2 separate regions of the Mus musculus genome follow, and region 1 is linked to region 2. A link is a contact called in public HiChIP or PLAC-seq data. All regions are on one chromosome and are shown on one strand. The core of a region is the stretch at or near the end of the contact, and the rest is flanking DNA. Distances in the headings are between cores, read along the strand shown.

The links. HiChIP or PLAC-seq counts read pairs in DNA pulled down with a chosen protein or histone mark.
Region 1: an H3K4me3 HiChIP or PLAC-seq map of forebrain shows a contact between it and region 2, with 6 times the contacts expected there. The contact joins the enhancer-like site here to the promoter of Dll1 in region 2. A contact is called at or near these places in 10 of 39 promoter capture datasets (the 3T3-L1 cell line, the HPC-7 cell line, Sertoli cells and 4 more), 19 of 484 Hi-C or Micro-C datasets (the AML12 cell line, Sertoli cells, cerebral cortex and 11 more), 24 of 115 datasets of contacts at active chromatin or transcription factors (astrocytes, craniofacial prominence, embryonic forebrain and 10 more) and 4 of 9 other capture datasets (adipose tissue, embryonic stem cells, liver and 1 more).

Annotation. Positions count from the first base shown.
Region 1 is chr17:15,206,290-15,210,543 of GRCm38.p6, forward strand. Gm35502 (a long non-coding RNA gene) reads left to right here. Exons shown (of 3, transcript XR_385429.3): 3 at 1-3,377. Among named protein-coding and RNA genes, the nearest start is that of Gm35502, 13 kb to the left of the region's middle. Within about 2 kb of position 2,707, at least 103 of the 459 cell types and tissues checked have an H3K27ac peak or open chromatin away from gene starts, as enhancers often do. A contact at or near this core is called in cerebral cortex, cortical neurons, craniofacial prominence and 10 more, where this site is marked.
Region 2 is chr17:15,374,026-15,378,633 of GRCm38.p6, forward strand. Dll1 (delta like canonical Notch ligand 1) reads right to left here and starts at 1,798. Exons shown (of 11, transcript NM_007865.3): 1 at 1,162-1,798; 2 at 641-934. The coding sequence starts at 1,215.

The DNA of each region.
Region 1 (4,254 bases), core at 1,457-3,956, 170 kb before region 2:
GGGGAGGGGAGTTAAGAGGGTAGTAGAGGCAGAGAGAGAGAGAGAGAGAGAGAGAGAGAGAGAGAGAGAGAGAGAGAAAGGTAGAGGCCAGCCATTACCATGTGGAGAGAGGGGAGAAGGGAATGGGAGTAGAGGGGAGAAGAGAATGTGGAGAGGGGGAGGAAGAGGGGAAGAGGCAAGAGAGAGAGGCAAGAAGAAGAGTGGAAGGAGGAGGCAAGCATCCCCTTTTAGAGTGGACCAGGCCTACATTGCCAGGTAACTGTGGGGATGGAGTCCAGAGTACCAACCTAACCTAAGGACCTAACTTCTTCCATTCTCCTCAGGCCAGGTTCAGGAAAAGAAACCAAGCCTACAGCAATGGCAGTCATGGTGCTTCACGTGTGCAAAGGAAGAAATACTCCATACCCACTGCTAGTCCTGGGCTAGATCTGGGGCCTTAGCCTGCATCCAGGAAATGGAAACTTTTGGCTTTTGGCCTCTTTGTAACCTGGTAGACTTGGCCTCCTATGTATAAGGACCCACCACCATCACCACTACTGTTGCCTGCACAGGTCCATCATCTCTGACTTTTCCATGAATGGCTTCCAGGTTGATGACCCATAAGACTGTTTACCAGAGACCTTCATCTACAGGGCACATTGTTTGCCTGTCTCCAAGGTCACCATATGTTGTATGCAGCTCCTGTGCTCACTCACCTCCGCTAGTTATCTGATATTGCTCTGGCTCGGTGCGCATGGGTTTTATTGTTGGTTGTTTGTTTTTGGCTAATCTCCACCAGGCCTTTTGACAGAGATGGATGCAACCTGAGTCTGCTTCATGTACATTACAAGCTGCCCCCAGAACTTGAAGGGAGCCTCAGAAGTTCAGCAGCCGGAGAGGCCCTCCTCTCTGCCATAGCTTGTCCAAGATTGAGGCTTTTCTGGGCTGGGAGGGGTGAGAAAGGCTCCAGACAGACGTGCAAACCTGTTTCACGGAATGGATTTACATATGAACAAGAGTCTTGTTCTGGGGCCACCACAAAGTAGCATGAAGGTCAAAGGTCAGAGATCACCCCCATATCACCCCAGGCTCTGTATGTCCTTGAGAATGGGAAATGTGACCTTTCCTGCTCATTCTAATTTTTATTGTGATGAGATCTGGGAACGACCTCTGACTCGGAAGGGGTTAAAGGTCACCTGACTTCCCTAAGGCTCTTGCAGAAGGAACCTGCTTGATCCCCAGCCCTCGCAGGTTTCCGAGTCCTAACCCAGCACAAGGCCTGTATCTCATTTTAGTTCGGGGGCCCTGCAAGTCACGTGGATTTTCCCATCACTGCTTCTATGTGGTGGAAAAACTCCTTTGGCTGCAACTGCGGTATAGTGCTGAGGCCAGGAACGCGGCAAATATCGAAGGTCCAGAGCACGCACCACAACCAACCGAAAGCTCAGAGAGAAGTCAAAGAAAGCTAATCCTTGAGTGTGTTGCGGTGACCAGGTGGCCACAGAAACCTCTGTGAGCAGGGAGATGAGCCAGCTTTGTCCTGCAGAGGTCCCAGCATAAGCGAAGGCTGTAATTTTGCCAAAGTCGAGGAGTGGGGGTGGGTGCGTCTTATTGTTACTCCAAGCATTTTAGCTTCCCAGTACAAGACTGCACGCTGCAAAACAACGTTGAAACTCTGCGGAAGATTGGCTAGTGATTCGAAGCGCACAGTAAGACTAGAAATGGCAGTGGGGGGGGGGGGGGGTTCGGGGGGAGACAGCAGTAGAGAGCCCTGCAGACACAGGCCATGGGTGAGGGAACCAGCAAGGAGCCACCATGTTTGGGGCCCTCTGCTACGATATTTTAAAACGGATTTCAGAGTGTGCTGAGCAGATGGTCACAGCAGACTGCTGTGCCAGGTGTGTTAATGAGGCAAGTCAGTAGCATTCCTGGAGTTACCAAGGATACTCAGTTAAAGCGGGGCAGGAGCCTCAGGTGAAAACCTGGAAGCGCCGGCCTCACATTTGCATGACAAAAGGCCAAGACCTGGGGCTGTGCCAGGCTCCGCCTCCTTCTGCTGGACACGTGACTCCCTTGTTTGTTTTGTTTTTTTTCTCTTTTTGTTTCTCCCTCGGAGCGTCTTGGAGACCCGCTCTTTGCCTGTAACTAAGCAGCAGGCGTTTATGCTCTAAATAGACGGTGTTTGTAATTTTTCACCCCAGTTACCCTAGAAATCTCTCAAATGACTTCTTTATATAAGCAGCCATCTAACTCCATCAGCACCACCCACTGGCCCTGTCCTCAGAGGATAATGAGCCAGGATCGGCCAGCTTCCCTTGTTGCTGTTTCTTAAGCCCCCATGGCATAGCAGAGTCGTCCTCCCTTTTATCTCCCTGTGTGCGTGTGCGTGTGTTGCGCATGAGCATAGTATGATAATGCTACCATACACCCACCGGGAGATTCCGGTGAACAGGATGGGGGCAGGCAGAAGGGGGAGCAACCAGGAGAATCAGAAATGGAGAGAGCCTTATTTGCAACCTGTCAGGGGGCATGGCTTTTTGTGTGTAATAAACACGAGATTTTTGGTCCCCTGCAAGCGTGGCACACACATCTTCTAGTATGTACCATGCTACCAGGGATCCTGGAACATCACAACTCAGCACACAGTCATTTCTTAGAAATATATGTCCCCAAGTGCATGTCCCTCATGCCTGCCAACATGTTCACTGCAGCTCAGGCTGCTAGGGACAGTGTGATGAGGGGAACCCCTTGCAGCAAGCCCAATGCCATTAGCACTGGAGTGCTTGGGCAGTTAAGTGTGTATCCCTAGTAACTCCTTAGTCAAAACCAACCCTCTGTTTCAGTCATGAAATGTAGCTGAGAGACTGTGAGACGGTCCATCAGAAGGAAGGACATGATTTTTCTACTGCCCAGAATTCGGGAATTCGGGACCAGGGAGCTACCACCACTGTGGACTGAGTTCCTGAAAAAGTTGTATCTTTGTTTAGGACTCTGGGGGTTTAATAAGAACTTCATAATTGGGTAGAGTTGGAATGTTGCAGGTCCAGAGCCAGAAATATATCTGGCTCTTTTATAGGCATTTACCTACCCCTATATCTGACCTAAAACTCTTTAGACCACCAGAAAAAAAAAAAAAAAAAAAACTTGGAATGTGTTAACCTAGAAAACTGTTAGCTTCCATCAACAGGAAGCTAAACATGTGATCAGATAGCATCTGGAATGATAACAAAGGTTTCCTAGTGCCTTACCAATATAATAGAAGGTGAATAAATGTACAGCTTTCTATTCTGTGACTAACATAAATATGTGTAACTTCTACTTGTCACTTAGGGCAACCCGAAATAGTGTTTGCAAGCCACAAGCATTCATATTTGTCTCAGAATAAACTATGTCTCATTCCCTTTGCAATGTTTGAGTGTTTTGCATCAATAGCCCCTTACCCCAGGCCAAGGAGTAGCCTTTTCCCCAAAGACTTTTTCTGAGGAGATTTAAAGAAACATCTGTTTTCAGGGTGGGGTGGGGTGCTGGCCGATAATCCCACTAGTCTGTGGACCAGTGAGTTTACCAGGGTTAGTTGAGAAATGAAGATGACTCAAAGGCAAGTTCACTGTGGGGGAAGTCCCCTCGGCAGCTTAAGGACATCACCATATCCCTTCCAGTTAGCTGTTTGCTAACTTGTTTCCTTCTTTAAGGAAGGAAGAGCCTTCTTCAGGATCTCCTGAGCCTCTAGAGAGCTCTGCCCCTCAACCAGGGAGCATTAGTAGGCTAGATCTCATAGCCATATCATGACAGTGATCACAGATCTGACTCTAGAGGATAAAGGTCATATCTAATCCAAAGGAAGCAGCTACCACAAATCCCCAAAGGGAAAAACTTAACTCAGACAGAACCACTTCCATATTCCATTGTCCTTGGGCCTATTGCCTTCACCTCTGAGGGTGAGTTGTGAGTTCACTACGTAAAAAACACAGACATGCTATGTCTTTCCACAATATCAGAATGTTGAACGATATCAGGTCAGTTTCACTGGTTGCAATTTGTCAAGTAATCGGGTCTTCTTTTCATGGTTGTTGGGAAGCGAGATTCTTTTCTTCTAATCGCAATTACTAATATTAACTGTCAGATCATATGTTATACTTCACAGAATAATATACAAATATGCAGGTTTCAAAATGGCCAAGAAAGGATTAATGAGGATGTAGAATTCAGAGAGGAAGAAAGCTGATAAGTTTGCAAGGGAAATTCTGTCTACAGCCAGATAAGACATTTTATGAA
Region 2 (4,608 bases), core at 548-3,047:
CTAGGAGTGGGAGGAGGAGGAGCTGGAGGAGGAGGAGAGGCATTAAAGAGAACCAAGTACAGAGGCTCTCAGATCTCTGTGTTGTGCCAATGAAGGTCAACTCCTATCACTTTCCTTAATTAGAAGAATTTTAAAGAGTGTCCCCCCCCACACACACACCGTGTGTGGGTTTGGTTTTTTAAAAACATGTTAATACAGGAAATTGTATTTTAAAAAGGGGGGAGAGTACTTGATGGAGCAAGGTGGGGTGCAGGAAGAGGAGAGGGCAGCTGTCATTTGTTTTCTGGGGGTGGAACCTCGAGGATGGAGAGCAGCCCCAGCACTGGTAGCAACCCAACCAAGGCCTAAGAGCTAGGGGACAAGAACTCTCCCAACTTTGGGGGTAGGGGAGGGAAGCATTCGACCTTTCAGGTAAGTAGGAGGTGTGTGAGAAATGCCCAGGGCTTGCAAAAGCCTCTGGGGTTCCACACCCCCTCCTCAACTGCCAGTCAGTTCCCAGTAAGAAGTCAAGACCTCAGGCGTGTCTTTGTGGGATTCCCCAACCCTTATCAGTGGCCCTTGCCTTCTTCCCACTGCCAACCACCAACCAGCCACCCCTACCCCTCCAGACCCAGCCGAGTGCGCGCAGGTGCCCACTCACTGGCCAGGTGAAGCCGAAGGGGAATCGGATGGGGTTGCTGAAGGCGGGGTCGATGCCTGCGCCATCAGGCAGGCTGAAGGAGTCGACACCCAGCACTGGCGTGACAGCACTGCCGTAGGTGCAGGGTGGCTCCGGTGACACGCTGGCCTGGTAGTGCTTGAGGCATACGCGAAAGAAGGTCCTGCAGGCGCAAGGCGGGCCAGAGCCCCCGCGGCAGCAGTTGCGGTTCCCCAGCAGCCCCTTCTTGTTGACGAACTCCTGCAGCTTCAGCTCAAATACGCCGGAGCTCCAGACCTGCGCGGGGAAGGGGCGTGAGGTCGCGCCGGCGGCGGAGGGACCCGGGGGCGCGCGGGCCCTTGCTAGGACGCAGAGGCCGAGCGCACCTCAGCGCCCATCCGGAGCTGCCCGCTGCCGGGCAGCTCTCGGGGTCGTCGCTGCCGGAGTCACTTGGGGATGGACAGCTGATCGGCTGGTCCGACTCCCCTCCCTCCACCGCGCAGCAGCCCCGCCCGGCCCCCTACCTGGCACAGCAGGGCAGAGACCACGGCAAGGGCTAGCGCGCTCCGACGGCCCATGGTACCGCTGGACGCCCTTGCTCTCCTAGAGTATCCTCTTTTCTTTCTTCTTCAAAGACCCAGGGATGCCAGGAAAGTCTATATGACCCGAGGAGTACTGGCGGAAAGGCGTCTCTCGGCTCCAGGTGTGCTATCAGGGCCAGGTCGCTTCAGGAGGGTGCGGTGCCTTCAGCTAGGTCCCCGGCAAGAGCTCTACGAGGCACTGAGAAAGGACAACTTTCGGTTTCCTCTTCGTCTGGCTTTCAGTCCACGGAGAGGTGAGTGTCTCCTGCTTTCTGGTTTTGTCTTAAGCTTCTTCGCGGAGGGAAAGAGGAGAAAGGAGATAAGACACAGAGGGAAGAGAGCCCAGATGTTCAGCTTAATTCCCAAGAGAGCTTGCAGTGGCTTCCTTCGCAGGCCTATTAGGAAGCGGCGGTCTGGAAATCCCACCGGTGAGGCGATAATCCGGGGCCCCGAGGGGCGCGGTGGGAACGGTGGTGGCAAGGACTGCGGCGCGCGCCCTGGTTTCCCGGCCCGGCGTCACTCGGCAGCCGCTGCCGCTCCCAGAGTGTTCTAGACCGGTATCTCTTGCACTATCGCCAAGCCTCGCGTCTTCCTCAAGAATTCAGCCAATGCCATGCGAGAACACACACCGAGGACCGGAGGCCGAAGCGTGGGAGGCTCCGTGCCGCACCGGTGCTCTCCCGTGACCTGCCCTGGTCAGACAGGGTAACCGCGGGTGCACGCCGGAGGATCTGGCCCGGGCTGGCGCCTGCCACCCTTAAATCCTGCCGGCCGCTCGCATAACTAATGAGATGCAAATGAGCAGCCCCCCAATCTGGCGAGAGCTGTCACAAAGGAGCCACTTTTCCAAACCCTCCTCTCAATGGATCGCCAAATGGTCAGTGAGCTGTAAAATGTGCAACCCTCCTCCCCGCCCCCCACCTCCCCGCCCCCTAGTCCTCTCTGCCTCCGCCCTCGCCCCTTCGCCTCCCTCCCCCAGCGCAAAACCCGCTCATTTACATTCCTGCAAAACGTTCCCGGAGACGAACCGCTCTGCTCCCGGAGCTGGAGCTGAGGCCGCGTCGCCCACCGCCCCACCGCCACAGGCCCGAAGACCCTAGGCACGCTGGGCGGCCTGAGCCTCCCACTCGCGGTCACCGCTAGACTCGCTCGCAGGACGCGGCCTCCGGACCTTGGCGTTTCCAACACTAGCCGCCTAGGCTCTCCTCGTTTGTTCAGTCCTAGGGACTGAGGAACCGGGGAGAGGTTAGAGGCCCGCGTCCCTGCTGCTGCCCCTCCTCCCTGGCAGCCTCTTTCTAAGGAGGAGTCTCCCGGAGGGGGCGGGGGCGGGGTGCCCGGTAGGAAAGGGACCCTTGAAGAGGTGGGCAAAGGGTGGCAAGAGCACCCCGGCAGTTTGGGAAGTTTGGGGAGGTTAGGCACGCTTATACCTCTGGTGAAGCCTGGCGATTGAGCCTCGGAGAGTGCCGATGGGCTAGCGATCCGGGCCGGACACCCCCAGACACCGCAGTGTCCCGGAGCGCTGCTGTCTCCGTGTTGTCCACGATCACTGGAAATGGGGAATTGGGGTCCGGATAGTGTATTCCCTGAGCCAGCAGAGCCAAAAGCTAAGCTTACCCCTTTCCCGGTGTACACACCCTCTCCCGGGAGATTTTCAACCAACACCACCTTCACTGGTGTCCGGTCCCACTCTCCTGGGTATTCCCCTCAGGCCTCCCTCTGCTTGGTAAAAAGTGAGTTTGGTGTGTGTCGTTCGCGTGGCTGTCATTAAGGCAGTCTGTTATTGTGCGAGGCTGAATCAGTGGCTCTTTGTGCGCTCAGCTGTATGGTAATGCAGACAGCACCTGCTCTCTGCACAATGCGGAGAGAAAGAGCTCCCCTCCGCGCACGCCGCGGCCTCTGCGACAATGTCCGGCACATGTTTGAAAGACTCCCCCCACCTCACCCCCCAACACATAACCTTTACACAACCGTCACCTTATTAGGTTTTTACACATCCATCAGACACTAGAACTTTTGTTTTCTTTTTTTTCTTTTTTTTTTTTTAAGGGAAATGAGTTTATTGGGAGGGCCCAGGACACACGTATCACAATGAATTACCTAAACGGCTCCCCTGGTTACAAGCTCCAGAGAAAAGTAAATGGAGATATAGTCTCTGACTTAGCACCTAGCTTTGTGTTGAGCATGCCATGAGCTGTATATTCCCATCTTTAGAGGGGCCTCTTTACTCCACCCCCACCACCTAGGCAGCTTCATTAGAATCCCGAGGTGTGATTCTTGGAGCTAGTGTTCCTTTGATTGTAGCACAGCCCCTAGGGTGTACCTGACAGGTGTCCTCACTGTAGGTGTTGCTGTCCTGTTGGTGAGAATGAGCCCTGTCCTGGCAGAGTAGCTTGATCATTTAGGCCAGTATCTGGAGCAAGATGTATATAATGCACAGAAAGAGAGGAAAACCTTCGCATGCCCAGAGAAACACTGCTAACAAGAATCTAGCAGTTACTGGGCAGAATCATCTGTGTTGGGCCATCTGGCAACTGAAATTACAGCTCCTTTTCTGATGACCCAGCCTGCCTACTGCTACCCTGTCTCCCAAACACTTTCAAAGTTTCAGAATCAACAGGAATTTCTGCACTTCACGTCGTCATCGCCAACTCACAGACAATCAAAGAGTTAACCAAAAAGCCATGTGTATAATACTCAAGGCTGAGGTGAGAAAGGCAGGGTTAGATCCCACTTTTTAAAAAACCTGTTTATTATAGAACAAATGGAGGCTTCAAAAGATACTGACACCCCTAAGGCACACCCCCATGGCCGTGGCAAAAACAGTCCCTGTCCTTTGTAAACTGTGTAGGGATTTGCTACATCACCACAAGGCTGGGCTAGCTTGAATCCTAACTTAATCTTGCCACCTAGTGTTAGGATTCCTTTTTCACTAGCTAATGTTTCCTGGGAAAGTTACTTTCTGAGAACTCTGTTTCTCAGAGCTCTGAAGCTGCTCTCTGTTGGGACTTGGGAGTGGGACTCAGGTGACAGGGGGTTCCTACAGCAGAGGGGATTCAAAGAAGAAAAGAAACAAGGTCAGATGCAGACTCCTCTGTGCCTTCGAGATTACAAGAAGAAATGAAATATCAGGAACCTTTTAATTAGAAGATGGAAGTGGAAACCAGGCTTGTTTGAATGCCTGTTTAGAAAACTGGAAATGAAAAGTTTCACGCGCAAGGGCTTAGACCCTGAGAGGGGTGGACTTGTCCCAAATCTTGAACAAACCCCCCTTAGTATTAAGTATTTGTTAAATTGACATGGCACAGATTTCTCGATTACAGTGGCAAAGCAGTTCTGAAAGGCATCGTAAAATCCATCAGAATCCTGCCCAACGCATTCATTCTTTTCCAA